Linked DNA regions of Mus musculus: regions 2, 3, 4 and 5 are each linked to region 1. Evidence: chromatin contacts called from public promoter capture Hi-C data. All regions are on one chromosome and are shown on one strand. The core of a region is the stretch at or near the end of the contact, and the rest is flanking DNA. Distances in the headings are between cores, read along the strand shown.

Region 1 (2,700 bases), core at 149-2,648:
CCATTACAGATGGTTGTGAGTCACCATGTGGTTGCTGGGATTTGAACTCAGGACCTCTGGAAGAGCAGTCAGTGCTCTTAACCAGTTGGTTATGACCCTGTAATGCCCCCTGAGAGCAGCTTGATAGAGGCCTGTTTTTAGACCTAGTGGCTGGTTGTAAATCAGGGGAGTGTCCTTTGTTATGGTTTGGAACCATATTTCAGGACAATCCTAGTCAACAAACATGTGTATCCTAGCATCTTAATCTCTAACAGGTCTGGTTAGCATACTACTTCTCTGTAGGAAGTCTTAGCTTGATAGCCGGGCGGTGGTGGCTCACGCCTTTAATACCAGCACTTAGGAGGTAGAGGCAGGCAGATTTCTGAGTTCGAGGCCAGCCTGGTCTACAAAGTGAGTTCCAGGACAGCCAGAGCTACACAGAGAAACCCTGTCTCGAAAAAGCAAAGAAAAAAAAATTATTTGATATCACTTACTCTTTCTAAGCACTGGTAACTACTTCACATCATCTTCTACATTACAGCTAGATATTGGAGTGCTGCTACACAGCACTTGAGATACCTTGTACAACCTCCACAAGATTAACTCCAAATGGATCTTACACCTAAATGTTAAATGCTAAGAACTTGTAGAAGACACTAGAGAAACTAGGGCTATCCAAGTTTGTCTTCCTGCCAAGGATGTTTCTACACAGAAGACCCTGCTTCAAATGCACTGATCCAGCCTCCAAAGTGAAGTAATTCTGAGGCCACCACGAGGTCCAGGGAGTGACTAGAGACCAGAGGGGGTGCAACAGGCTGCCGCTTCCCACTCAGCCCCAGGAAGGACCTACCACTCCAGCTCCCAGCTGCTCAGTCGCCTGCTTCTCCCCTTTGCAGACTATGACCTTGCGCTCACAATATCAAGATTTTGGATCTTGTCTGATTTCCCCTCACAGCATCCAGCAGCAGCACACAGAGCACAGCACACCAGATCAGTCAAACCTGCTCAGCTACAGAACGGAACCTGCAGCAGGGCACCCCGGGGGAGCTGGGGGGGGGGGGGAGACCCTCCTCCTCTTCTGACTGGCAGGTGTGCCTGCAGGCCCTGATTGACCAACAAGTCTTGAACATCTTGAGTACCTCCGTTAGGGTTGGAGCGTGCTGAAGTGTCCAGGGCCAGACCATTTCCAGATATACAAAGATCCGCATTTCCAAAGTCCTTGTGCCTTCCCACCCAGCCTCTGGGGAGGACCCACCACTCTCACTCCGGCTGCTCTTCCCCTTGCCGTGGGGAAGTGACCCTGCTCTCACCATGCCGTGACTGCAGAGCTTGCCTGAGCTCTCCTAGCCGCACCAAACAGCAGTACACAGAGCACGTCACACGGAACCGTTCGAGCTTCTCAGCGGCGGAGCTGGACTTGCAGTATGGCACCCGGAAGAACCCGCCTCTTCTGACTGAGAGGCCTTCCTGGAGAACCTGATTGGCCAATGAGTCTTGAGTGACAGGAACACATCCCTTTGGGTTAGAGTGTGTTAAAGAGACAGAGCATAGTGGTTCCTGGGCCAGGCTTCCACGCCGAGGACCGACCTTTCCCAGATATGCAGAGATTCGCATTTCAATAGCACTTTTTCTTGTCCTCCAATAGCTACCACAGCCAGCCCTTAGGGAGGCCCTGCCACGGACCACCCCAGTCGGGTATGAGGGTTCCTGGGAAGAGGATCCTCGAAGGCTAGGTGGGTAAGGATTTGGCGGTGACAAAACAAACACAGAGGCAGTTTGAATCTGAATATATTTTGCAGTCCTCATGCAAGGGTTTTTATGCATAAAGAAACAAATATTACAACTCTGAGCAGATGTGTTCAGTGAAGCAGTCAGATAGAACATATATCATCATAGTCATTTGGCACAATAAAATACAGAATCATCCAAGAATTACAACTTCTCAAAAAGTGTGTTCATTGACGCAATCACGGATAGAACAGGTAATGAAAGAACTCAGTGGGGAAACCCCCACTCAGCTCCCGATTCGGCGTGCACCCAAGAATCGCGAATAGAACACAACACCTTGATGTAACAACAAGAGGTTTTTTAATGGCGGAGCTCCGGGTCGAAACGTATCTCACACAACAGGAGACAGTGGATTCGACCACGAGGCTTGGAAGCTAGGGGTTTTTATAGAAAAGGAGTGGGGCTGGGGGAGGAATTGGCGCGGTTTCACATGATTGGTCCATTTAAACATCAGCAGCCTGTAACATTTAACTTAGGTCAGAGGGGTGGGAGCTAGGGAGGCGATGGGCTTGCCCGGGCATGTCCTGGTCTGTTCTGCTGTGTTCTCAGCCCCAGGTTTCAAAGCTCACAAACAACTCTTTGGGCTATTTAACATACATTACATGAATTACAGTTTTATTTCCTTTCAGTAACATCATTGTTATTTGGCACAATAAAAATCATCTAAGGCTAGTGGCAAATTTCCAAGAAGAAATTAATACATTTTTAAGGTCAGTTATTGTTTAACATTTAGTACCTGATTTTTTGTAAATCTTCAAAGCATAAATTTAAACTATTTTAATTCTTTTTATTTAAAGGCTTCCTTAAACAATTTACCAAAGCCTACTTCCGATGATGTAAGACCCCGAGCAGTGACAGTAGGGGGCTTTTAACAGCTAGCTGAGGAATTGGGAGGAGTTTGGAGGAGAGTTGAGAGGAGTTGGGAGGAGATAG
Region 2 (2,700 bases), core at 80-2,579, 490 kb before region 1:
GGAGTTTTTCTTCACAGGTAGCTTCTGAGTGTGAGCAGTCAGACTTCACTATTATGATATAACTAGAGACACAATCAAAGCCCTGCCCAATCTCAAAGGGGTGCCCTATTCAGCATCATTACGTTCAACTGGGAGCTCTATAGAAAACAAAGTCAAGAGTCAGAACCTACATTTAAAAAATGCCTCCTGAAATCTTAAGCATACTGAGTTCTAAGAAACTGTTCTAAATGGTTTGTGTTAGTGTGTTTGTCTTCCTGGGAGAGAGAGATAGAAACAGGACCTCATTCTCTAGTCCATGATGGTCTTGAACTTCATATCCTCATGCTTCATGCTCTTCAGACTCCTGAGTCTGTAGATATAAGCTAGAACCCAGCCTACTCTAGTGTTGGGTTTAAATACCTGAGAACTGGACATTTGTCTTCTGCCTATTTTTGTGCCTTCCTTACATACCTTACCACAGCGCTCTGTTCATCCATCATAAAAATAACTACTTGATATTTCCAAAAACCTCTTATAATACTTTCTATTTCACACACACACACACACACACACACACACACACACACACACACACACACACAACTTTAATTCCTGGCTCTAAGCACAAAGAGTTATACTGTCACTTTGACCTAATCTAGAGTTTATGCCTCTAACTAATTGTATTGTCTCTATCTATAAAACACTTTGTTGCCATGTCAATATATGTATAATTCATGTGTAAGTAACGAAGGTGGCTCCATATGATGGACTTCAGCAGAAAACATTCAGTGCTCACAAGGACTAACCACCCTTCCCTAAGTTTTTTTTCAAGCCCTAGAAGTCTGTGAAACATGCATATGTTTTGTGGACATCATAGTTCATATAAGGAAGAATGACCACTTGACAGCTATTGTAAGAAAGCTGAAAATCTTCTTCAGTCAACTTATAATGTAGTTTGGCATGGGGTTATTGTTTTTTTTTTTGTTTTAATATAATTTTCAAAGCTTTAGTACCCCCTACTTAAAGTTGGAGGAGAGAATAATACACTTTACTCCACTCCAACTCTTGGAACATTCTATACAATTCAGAGTTTAACTAAAATTATTCCCAGCAAACTTTCCTGGCATTAATTATTAACGTGGCTATTTCTGTGTGGCTTAGTTCATTATCATGTCAATAAATGATTAATTATAACTTTCTGTCTTGGCCAGTAGTTTCTCTGGACGTTTTATGATTCATTATTTGTGCTATGTTGTAATGCAGCCTCTCGAAACTGACATACTAGCATTTATTGTTTTTTATTGCTTCTCTAACGTGGCTTTTCAAAGAGACACCAAGTACCACATGTTGAGAAAGGGTTTAAAAGTTTGGCGTGTTGAAAGCATACTCAGCTGGCAGTAGAGACAGAACTGGTGCTTCTGTGGACTTGGCCATTTGCACAGCACAAGCAGTGATGGATAACTCCTCTGTCTGTCCCCCAAATGCAACTGTCTGCGAAGGCGATTCCTGCGTAGTACCTGAGAGCAACTTCAATGCAATTCTCAATACAGTGATGAGCACTGTGCTCACCATCCTCTTAGCCATGGTGATGTTTTCTATGGGGTGCAATGTGGAAGTCCACAAGTTCCTAGGACATATAAAGAGACCATGGGGTATCTTCGTGGGCTTCCTCTGTCAGTTTGGAATCATGCCTCTCACAGGCTTTATCCTGTCTGTGGCCTCTGGCATCCTTCCTGTACAGGCTGTAGTGGTGCTAATTATGGGTTGCTGCCCTGGAGGAACTGGCTCCAATATCCTGGCCTATTGGATAGATGGCGACATGGACCTCAGGTAAGATATAAAAATCTGTAACTGTTACAGCCAACTGGAGTTAAGTTTAGAAAAATCTGTATCTTTTTCAACATCCATTTGATCTGCTGCACTGACTAAATGTCTAAGGAGTTAAATGGGAAGAGTAAGTGCATCCATGTGCCTTTTGAAACAGCTGCTTTGCTATTCGAAATGGGGACTCTTATTTGTGTCTTTGTATTTTTTGTAGTTTTCATCCTAAACCAAACAGTAGTTTACATTTTAATTTTTAATATTTTCAGTTAGCACACAAAGAAGCAACCTTCTAAGTGACTTTTGTATGCATGTTTATCATTGCGTTTTGTTCCTAATTATATGTCATTACCACTAGTTCCCCACTCTCCCTCCTGCTGTTCCACTCCCTGTCCTGCTTCCATGCCGCATACATTCCATTATCTTCCCTATTTCCGCCCTGATCTGCCCTGAAAGTTCCCTCTCTATCAAGTCCTGTGAGTATGTATGGCTATGTGTGTATGTATAAATTTAAATCAAGATCAGCCTCTGAGAGGAAGACTTGGTATTTGTCTTCTTAGTCTGTATTAATATGCTTGCACTTTGAACTCTAACTCAGTTAACAAGAAGTTGTATTACCTGTGGAAAACATTCAAACTTTTTCATTAAATAATTCTTCCACAAACTGCAACTGAGAAAGTCTTGTTGCAATGGAATTAAGGATGAACTTTCTGTGTGATGACAAGTTGGTCTTAGTGCAAATACAAACTCAAACTTCTCATCAAATATTAAACTCTGGTCAACATCAGCTCCACCAAAAAGCCTGTTCTTTGGACAAATACTTCTTGGTTAGAAAGCTAATGAAGAATTCATAAATTCATTTTAAATCTGGTGACATTAAGAGGAAACATTCTTCAGCAG
Region 3 (2,721 bases), core at 197-2,696, 290 kb after region 1:
GGCTATAAAGATGACTCAGCTGAACAGACATTGGTTGCTGAGTGTAAACCTGAGTTCAACCCCCATATCTCTTATGACGGAAGAACTGACGCCTCCAAGTAACCCTTTGACTCTCACATAGATGGTCACACAAACACATGCATATTATAATATATACATATTATACACATATACACAAACACCATCCTTTAAAAACACGTACATACATACAAACAAATACATACATAATATAAAAATTTTGAATATAACTTTTTTTCAAATCCTGTAGAACTACTTTTAAAAGGTTACCTACACGCAGCGGCTGTGTTGCAGGCCTGTAATCCTAGAACTTGGGAGATGAAAGCAAAAGGATCATTTCACTGACATCCTTCGTTACACAGAAAGTTTAAGGCCAACCTGGATCATATGAAACATCACCCTAAACCCCAGCAATCAGGAAACAGAGGCAGGCAGATCTCTATGAGGCAATGGTCAGCGTGATTTATAAGTTCCAAGCCAGGACTACTTAGGAAGATCCCGACTAAAAGAAAACAAACACGCTAAAAAACGGTGGACAGAGGTAGAGACAATAGAGAAGTTTTCAATCAAACAGGGTGGCATATACGTTTCTGATAGCACTAGTCCAGAACAGCAGCCTCCAAAAGGCACAGGCAGTTGTTTTTCTGGTCACTGCCCGACTGCCTGGCACATAGTAGGCATTTTAAATTTCGAAGGAAGTGGGGCTGGAAAGATGGCTCAGCAATTAAGATCACTGGCTGCTTTTACAGAAGACATGGGTTCAGTAGTCGGCTCCCAAACGCAGTTAACAATAGTCCCCCGGAGGATCCGACCTTCTCTCTGACTCCCATCTGCACTACACGCATATGGTGCACAGGGTTAACATACATGCAGGCTGAACACCCATGCATACACACTAAGAAAAATCTTAAAACCAAGAAATTTTAACTTTAGATTCCCAGAGGCTGACCATGCTGACCACATCCTTTAACCCGCTTCACCAGATAACAAAACTGAGGCCCGGCTCAGTGACGTCAGCCGGTGCTCAACTGCAGGCAGACCGGAAATGTCCGGGCCGGGATTCGAATCGGGGATCCTGTCCTCCTAGCGAGGGCTCCCGATGACCAACTTGCTTTCTCTGGACGTAAGCGGCTGCACAGCCCGCATTGTGAGGATCACACGACGTGCGTTCTATAAAGAGCGCCACTCTTTGGCCTCGACGTCCAGACGGCGTCCACTGCGGGCCAGGCTCCAACTCACCCTCTCCGCGGCCATCGCCAGCCACTTCGCGACTCCACTGGGCGCCTTGGTCCACCGCGGACGACGCCGACAGGAAGTCCCGCCTACGCCGCGCGCACCCGCGTACCGCGACAGCCATGCCAACCAATGAGCGTCGCTTCTTCAAAGACACTGACCAATAGCAGAGCGCGCTGAGCAGGGGGCGTGTCTGGGCCGCGGGGCCGGGGAGCGGGTCGTGCGCGCTGAGGAGGAGCCGCAGCCGTCGCCGTCGCCGTCGCCGTCGCCGTCGCCGTCGCCGCTACCGCTACCGCTACCGCTCTGCCGCCGCCGCCGCCGCCGCCACCGCTGCCGAGGCCGTGCGGAGCCGTTATCGCCGCGCCGCCCGCCCCGGAGCAGAGTCCCGGGCCTTCCCGCCCGTGTTCAGGTGAGGCCGGAGGCTTCGGCGACTTCCGAAAGAGTAGGCCGCGCTAGGGCCTGAGCTCGCCTAGCCCCACGGGCGTCCGCCGGGCCTGCACCGGCCGAAGGCCCCAGGCCGCGGTAGGCCTGGGTATGGAGACGCGCGTGTGGGCCGCGGCTGGGCGAATGGGAACCGACTCTGTTTGATTCAGGTTGGCGACAAGCCTCCGCCGGGCCAGATTCCTCTGGGCTCCCGCGAGAGAGGCGGGAGAAGGACACAGCGTGGGCACGCGCTTTGGGGGGCCGGGCTCCGAGGCTTGGGGGGCCCCGGATAGTTGATCTCGGAGGCCCGGTGATCCGGGGGTGGAAGAGTGGAGCGAGGACCTTGGGCGCCAGAGGTCATGGCCCACAGACTTGCTCCCTCGGGAAATCCCATAGATTTCTTTTGTGGACGATTTTCTGGACACACCGCGACGAATCATGAGGTCCTTTTAGAAGTGTGCAAACCTTTCGTCTGTGTGTAGAAGTCTAGAAGAGAAAGGGGAAATTTTTTCTTTGATCGCCATCTCTAACAAAGCTGTTTTAGGGACGTTTTCATTTGTAAAATAACGTGTAAATATTAAAAAGGCAATTGCACGCTGTTGAACAATGGGTAGTGATGATGGATCTTCCCTTTCTCTTGTCTTCTGCTGCTAAAGCATGCCAAAATGGGTTTGACGCCTACTATGTGGAGAGCAGGTGGAGAACTTTTTTGCACTAGACAGAGCTTCCATTATCGGAAGTGTCCATGTGGGACACCGCTGGCCAGAGCTCTAGAAGAGGCAAGATCGGATGTTAAAGCTTTCTTAACCTCCTTGTTACAGGCAGTTAGAGTCAGATAATGGTTGGTTGGGAGGGCCTGGCTGCCCTATGCATTGCAGAAAGTTGGATAGCATGCCTGGCTTCTTCTGCCTACTGAGTATTAGCATCTCTGCCTCCTACTTCTTCCAGTTGTGAGTACCAAAAACACATTGAGGCGTTGCTAGGGTTCTTTCTCTCGTTTTTTTCCCTCCACCAAAACACATACACAGAGAGGTGAGAAATCTTTAA
Region 4 (2,700 bases), core at 87-2,586, 340 kb after region 1:
AGGAGGAGAGAAGAGGAAGAAGTGGTTTGAAAATCTTGCTCTGAGAGCAACTGGCAGGTCAAGGCACTGTCAGTCATTGTCAACTGTATCTAGAGTTAATCAGCCTTGTTTAGTTTCCAGTTAAATATATATTTTGTAGTTCACCCACCTACATGCCTATCTCTAACACTAACATTGTCCTGTCTCAGAGTGGAGCTGTGACTCATTTGGTAGGGTGCTTGTTTAGCATGCACAGGTTCTATGTTCCATCCCCTGCAGTGTACATAAACCTTCTGTTGTGGTGCACAACTGTGATCAGTAACATTTGGGAGGTGGAGGCAGGAGGATCAGAAGTTCAAGGTCTTCTTCAACTACATAACAAATTGGAGGCCAGCCTGGAGAGTACACACACACACACACACACACACACACACACACACACACACACACTGAGCCATAGGAGTTTTGTTTCTTTGTTTTGGGGCAATCTGTGCACCAGTTTGAATACTTCAAAGGTTTTGCCCTTTTGTAGTCTTTTTATAAATTTTTTATTTTATGTGTATGAGTCTTTTGCTTGCTGGACTACATGAGACCCTCAAAAAAAAAAAAAAATCCGTCAAACAAAACAACAAAAACCCACCATTGAGATGTGAGCTATCCCAATTCTGTACTGAATGCTCCCCAATAGGCCTTTTTGTAGTCATCTTAATTTGTTTGTTTTTGTTTTTCGAGACAGGGTTTCTCTGTGTAGCCCTGGCTGTACTGGAACTCACTTTGTAGACCAGGCTGGCCTCGAACTCAGAAATCCGCCTGCCTCTGTCTCCCAAGTCCTGGGATTAAAGGCGTGCGCCACCACACCTAGCATCATCTTAATTTTATGTGTATAGGTAGGAGTTTTGCAGCATGTATGTCTATCCTCCATGACTGGTACCCTTGGAAGTCAAAAGAGGGTTTCGGATCCCCTGAATCTGGAGTTATAGGCAGTTGTGAGCTACCATGTGCGTGCCGAGAACGGAATCCGAATTCTCTGCCAGAGCAGCCAGTGGACTTAACTGCAGAGCCATCTCTCCAGTCCTCTGTCCTTTTGTAGTTCCCACCTTACCACGGATGGTCTCACAAAAATGCTTTCCTCCCTGAGCCTCAACAAGAGGCTTACCTGTCCTAAACTCTGCCCCCTCCCAGGCTGGATCGCAGAATCCTTGATGTCTTGAAGCATAAGAGACTTGGCTCCCAGAAGACCAATCGGGTTTCTTTCTCCTCTACCTCCCTCCTCCTCCTCCCCCCGGGTTTTCCCAGGCTGGTGCTGTTCTAGGCCGGCGCAGCCGATGACGCGATCGATGAGCGACGCAGGAAGGTCACACGGGCTCTTCCAACATGGCGGCGGCAGCTCTGCGGGGTGGCTGGTGCCGCTGTCCGCGGGTGAGCAGACGTGCGGGGCTGGTAGGGCAGAAATAAGGGGTCTGGACGCTCGGCTTTTAAGATCTCCTTCTCTTCAGTCCCGGATCGCTCTCGTTTTTTCTTATGGGTTCCACGGTTGGGTTAGGGTTCGGTCATTGGGTCAGCCGAGGCTTGGGAAAGTAGCAGGAAGGCCCTGGGGCGGGAACTGATCCCCCACCCCCTCTTCCCCGAATTCAGCGGCAATGCTCGAAGCTACCCTGGAACTGGTCACCTCTCACCTGTCGGTCTGTTCCCTCGTGCACGAGGGAGTCCCTGGTGTCTGGGGAGATGATACCCCATTGAGAAAACAGCTTGATGAAAGTTTGGTTTTTTCTCTCGCTCTTTAAAGTGACATTCACTGTTCCCGTTTGAATGTCAAGTCCTCAGCGGAGAGTGTTTCCTAAATTCCACTTCTAATGATCAGCGTGAAAGTGCAGGAAGTAGTTCTTGCTCTGGATAAGAACTAGAACTCTTGACTTAGGTCAATGTCCTGTTAATACACACTCAGAATATAAATATAGTTCTTTATATTGCTATTGTTTAACCCAGTCTCATTAGGTTAAGGAACGCGAAACTTAGATTAAGCAATCTGCTCACAGACGCGGAGCTAGTAGGTTGCTGATCTGGTCCAAAGCCCAGCTCAGTATGATTCTATCGCCAATTATTAGGAGGAAGGGAAATGTAAAACAAGTTATCCCAAGAGCAAACTTCAGTAACTATAGCCATACTGGTATGCATTTGGACCTTGAGAGCTTGTTTGGAGGTTCTACCTGGGAAGAGCAGGTATATGCTTGACCAAAGAAAGATCATCCTCTTTGACTAAATGTGCAACTTTGAGAAGAACACACGTGGAGCTGGAAGGAAGGAAGGAAGGAAGGAAGGGGGAAAATGACACCAAGTAGCTAGATCATTCAAGTCAACCCTGGCAGTCAGTGCAGTGATAAATGATACAGCCTGATCCTCTTCACTTCTCAACCTATGTGAGTTTGGGATGTTAACCAGTGATTACATAGCTAGGAAAAAGTGGAGAAGAAAAGTTTGTAAAATGAAAAGTGCTTCTGTTAGGTCATTGTGTTTCAGTGGACCTGTGCTGGACTCAACTGCACACAACTACGAGTTCATCATTTGGTAGGATCAAAAAGGGTCTTTCTCATGAGGTTACTGGATTCTCTGCCCAGAGGGGCTCTGTATTTAGAACCTTTGACCAGGGCATGACAGGTCTATTCCATAGTTTTCCCTGCACCAAGAAGTTGTTGGTTTGTCTTTGAAAGTTCTCCTCTGTAG
Region 5 (2,752 bases), core at 24-2,523, 370 kb after region 1:
AGAGGGACAGAGGAAGGGTTGGACAGAGAGGGGAGAAAAAAAGCCAGATTCTTTCAGCAAAGACAACTTGGGACAGGGGTATCTGGGATACAACAAGGATGCTAACTGTGGTCATGGTGGACAAGCTGGATGTGTGTCTAGAAAGGAAGAGGAAGCACTTTTGGTACAGGACCGTATGTCAGGAGGCAGGCCCAAAGACAGTAGGCTCAGAAAGGAGGTGCGTTTCTACTCGATGGGACTACACTGGTTACAGGTGTCTGTAGTAGTAGCAGTCACTTGAGCCCTGTAGACAAAGGCTGCCAGGCTGAGAGATGGCTATGTGTTTCCTGAGGGCTAGACAGCAATAGTGAAAAGTAGTTGGTCATTAGAGATATGAGGTGCCCCTGTATGTAGGAGGCAGTGAGCTGGGTCCAGTGACAAGGTCCTTCCAAGCTTAGAAGGAGCCATCTGATATGACCAAAGAAGTCAAATAGAAGCCTCCAATCAAAACGGATGTAGATGAGGACTTAGTGACCTACATGGGCAGATAGGCATGCACGTGTGTGGACTGTCTGCTAGGGGAGGGGACCTCTTGACAGTCACTGACTCGGCAGGAGTGGAACCACTGAATCAGAAGAGATATAACTGTTTGCAGAGTTAAAAGACTTGGTTGTAGTCACAGCGGCGTAGCTTCGAGTCTGAAAGCCTGCAAGGTGCAGGTGACAAGGCTCCGGAAGCCGACCACAGGGTGAGGGACTAAGCTCTCAGGTACCAACGGTGTGAACTTCGGGACCGCGGTACGTGGGCGGAGAGAGTCGCCCTGGAGACTGCCCACCCGACTTCCAGGTCACCGTGACCCTCTCCCTGCAAGCCGACAGCACAGAGAGTGGAGGGGAGGAGAGCTAGCGCCCCGGAAGCGGGGGCAGGATCTGCCCGGTGGGCGGGGCCTCCCAGTGCGCGCCCCGCCCCGCCCGCCCCTCCCCCACGAGGCCGTGCTTACTGGGCCTGGGCCGCTGTGGGCTGATATCCAAGTTGAGGTCGATCCTCCTGCGGGCCTCACGGTTCTCCTGCTTCAGCTTGGCTTCCAGGCGGGACAGCTTCTGCTCCAGGGAGGACGCCGCCATCTTCCCCGCCGCCGCTGCCGCCGCTCACCGCCAGGCCACCCGTCAGTCCGGGGTAGACAAACACCGCACTGCGCCTGCGCTCGGATGACCCCGCCGAGCCGCCGTCCTGCCTAGACCACCCCAGCGCGTGCCCGCCCTGCCTCGCGTGCATAACGCCGCGCGTGCGCACTGGGTTCCAGTAGGAAGCTGATGCCACCTAGAGCCCGAGGCGGGCCTCATGCATTGTCATGGCCTATCGCTGCCTTCCGCAGTGCGCATGCGTGAAGTTTCAGGCGATTAAGCGCTGTTGGAAATCACTTAAAAAAAAAAAAGAAAAAAAGAGAGAAAGCGAAGTCCGGTCAACCGCACGCCTGCGTGCAGAAGCGGGAGACCGGCCAAGCTCGCGCCTTTACTGCACACGCTTACGGCTGTTCCCAGATTATTCTTCACTTCGTGTGCATCTCTAGGGCGCTCTGGTGCCCGCGCCCTCACGGAACAACCTTCCTCGTCTAGGACGGTCTTTCATGAGGACCTGTTATGCTTAATTGCGGCCTGAACTCTCGCTGTTAGCATGGAGCCGCCTCCTCACCGTAATTAGGTGCCCATGGTAATCCCTTTCCATTTCAGCCAGTCCCAGCACAGTGAGAGTAGCCCTGACAAGTGGAGAGGGAATCCAGAGTTGGTGATTCCTGAGCTCGGTGTCAGAATCAAGGTTAAGGCCAGACTTTCTGCCCCATTCCTATCCTTTCGCCCGGAGAATCCGGACTTGAAACCAATGTTATCTGAAGACAGTCCCTGGGGTTAGATGCCTCTGCCCTGCTAGCCCCATCCCCACCCTGCATTAAGTTCTTCCAAGAGTGCTAGGATAAAGTTTGTGTGTAAATTCGGGTCGTTGAATGTGCAGGGACATTCAGCAAGAGACCAAACCCAGGAGGTCAGGCTGCGCACAACTCCGGAAGCAACAGTGAACACTTTGGGATGGGCCTTGGCCTTTAAAGGCTTCTTAGAACTCCTTTGGTAATGACCTATGGGTGGAGCAGAGAGAAGCTTAGAGTTAAAAGGATAAAAGAGGAGAGGAAAATTGGATTGGTTTTGTTTTGTTTTGTTTTGTTTTCGCAACAAGGTTTCACTGTGTAGTTCTAGCTGCCCTGTAACTCTGTAGACCCGGCTGGCCTGGAACTCAAGAAATCCACCTGCCTCTGCCTTCTGGAGTGTTGGGACTGAAGATAGGCATCACCACCATCCAACTGTTTTAGAGGGTGGGGTGAGGTAGATTCTTTAGGAAAAAAAAAAAAAAAAAACCTAGGCAGAAAACTACCCAATTTCTCTTGATTCTACTTCACCTCGTTGAAGTAACTTGGATATCCTTCCTCCCAGGACAGACAGCCTGATTTGATAGACAGGTGTCATCATTTGGCCCCAGTTATAGGCAGCTTAGACAATCATACTGTACAAGGAGGTGGAAATTACCGTTCTCGTTTATTAAGCACCCAGTGGTATATGCTCCCCTGCACAGGAAACATTCAAAAGAAAATCCCTGAATGAACTGGGAAAAAAGGTAGCCTTCACCAGCACTGGACTCAGGTGGGAATGTGTGACAGGAGACTCGGCTTACAGTTTCTTCTTTATGTTCCATGAGCATTGTCCTGAGAAAACACTGCTTAACTTGA

What was found. Promoter capture Hi-C pulls out the DNA fragments that hold promoters and counts their contacts. Capture Hi-C pulls out chosen DNA fragments and counts their contacts.
Region 2: a promoter capture Hi-C map of liver shows a contact between it and region 1, with 5 times the contacts expected there. The contact joins the promoter of Slc10a2 here to the promoter of Zfp958 in region 1. A contact is called at or near these places in 3 of 39 promoter capture datasets (liver and stem cell-derived epiblast-like cells) and 1 of 484 Hi-C or Micro-C datasets (liver).
Region 3: a contact with region 1 is called in a promoter capture Hi-C map of neural stem cells. The contact joins the promoter of Elavl1 here to the promoter of Zfp958 in region 1. A contact is called at or near these places in 19 of 39 promoter capture datasets (the 3T3-L1 cell line, 3T3-L1-derived adipocytes, the C10 cell line and 13 more), 1 of 15 datasets of contacts at CTCF or cohesin (the NIH/3T3 cell line), 11 of 484 Hi-C or Micro-C datasets (B cells, CD4 T cells, CD8 T cells and 8 more), 20 of 115 datasets of contacts at active chromatin or transcription factors (the NIH/3T3 cell line, the SCID.adh cell line, T-cell acute lymphoblastic leukemia and 14 more) and 3 of 9 other capture datasets (adipose tissue, liver and pancreatic islet).
Region 4: a contact with region 1 is called in a promoter capture Hi-C map of liver. The contact joins the promoter of Timm44 here to the promoter of Zfp958 in region 1. A contact is called at or near these places in 4 of 39 promoter capture datasets (cranial neural crest, frontonasal cranial neural crest, liver and 1 more), 1 of 15 datasets of contacts at CTCF or cohesin (the NIH/3T3 cell line), 5 of 484 Hi-C or Micro-C datasets (embryonic stem cells, myocytes, natural killer cells and 1 more), 15 of 115 datasets of contacts at active chromatin or transcription factors (the 230-238 cell line, the SCID.adh cell line, bone marrow-derived macrophages and 7 more) and 3 of 9 other capture datasets (adipose tissue, liver and pancreatic islet).
Region 5: a promoter capture Hi-C map of liver shows a contact between it and region 1, with 6 times the contacts expected there. The contact joins the promoter of Map2k7 here to the promoter of Zfp958 in region 1. A contact is called at or near these places in 17 of 39 promoter capture datasets (the 3T3-L1 cell line, 3T3-L1-derived adipocytes, the C10 cell line and 11 more), 6 of 484 Hi-C or Micro-C datasets (B cells, CD4 T cells, CD8 T cells and 2 more), 9 of 115 datasets of contacts at active chromatin or transcription factors (bone marrow-derived macrophages, cardiomyocytes, double positive thymocytes and 5 more) and 3 of 9 other capture datasets (adipose tissue, liver and pancreatic islet).

What each region holds. Positions count from the first base shown.
Region 1 is chr8:4,611,868-4,614,567 of GRCm38.p6, reverse strand. Zfp958 (zinc finger protein 958) reads right to left here and starts at 1,398. Exons shown (of 4, transcript NM_145591.5): 1 at 1,290-1,398. The coding sequence starts at 1,292.
Region 2 is chr8:5,103,916-5,106,615 of GRCm38.p6, reverse strand. Slc10a2 (solute carrier family 10, member 2) reads left to right here and starts at 1,329. Exons shown (of 6, transcript NM_011388.3): 1 at 1,329-1,809. The coding sequence starts at 1,433.
Region 3 is chr8:4,323,825-4,326,545 of GRCm38.p6, reverse strand. It overlaps Elavl1 (ELAV (embryonic lethal, abnormal vision)-like 1 (Hu antigen R)), which reads left to right and starts at 1,446. Exons shown (of 6, transcript NM_010485.3): 1 at 1,446-1,660. It also overlaps a transcript of Ccl25 not described here.
Region 4 is chr8:4,274,541-4,277,240 of GRCm38.p6, reverse strand. Timm44 (translocase of inner mitochondrial membrane 44) reads left to right here and starts at 1,336. Exons shown (of 13, transcript NM_011592.2): 1 at 1,336-1,398. The coding sequence starts at 1,354.
Region 5 is chr8:4,237,261-4,240,012 of GRCm38.p6, reverse strand. It overlaps Map2k7 (mitogen-activated protein kinase kinase 7), which reads right to left and starts at 1,273. Exons shown (of 12, transcript NM_001164172.1): 1 at 980-1,273. The coding sequence starts at 1,103. Lrrc8e (leucine rich repeat containing 8 family, member E) reads right to left here. Exons shown (of 3, transcript NM_028175.2): 3 at 2,543-2,752.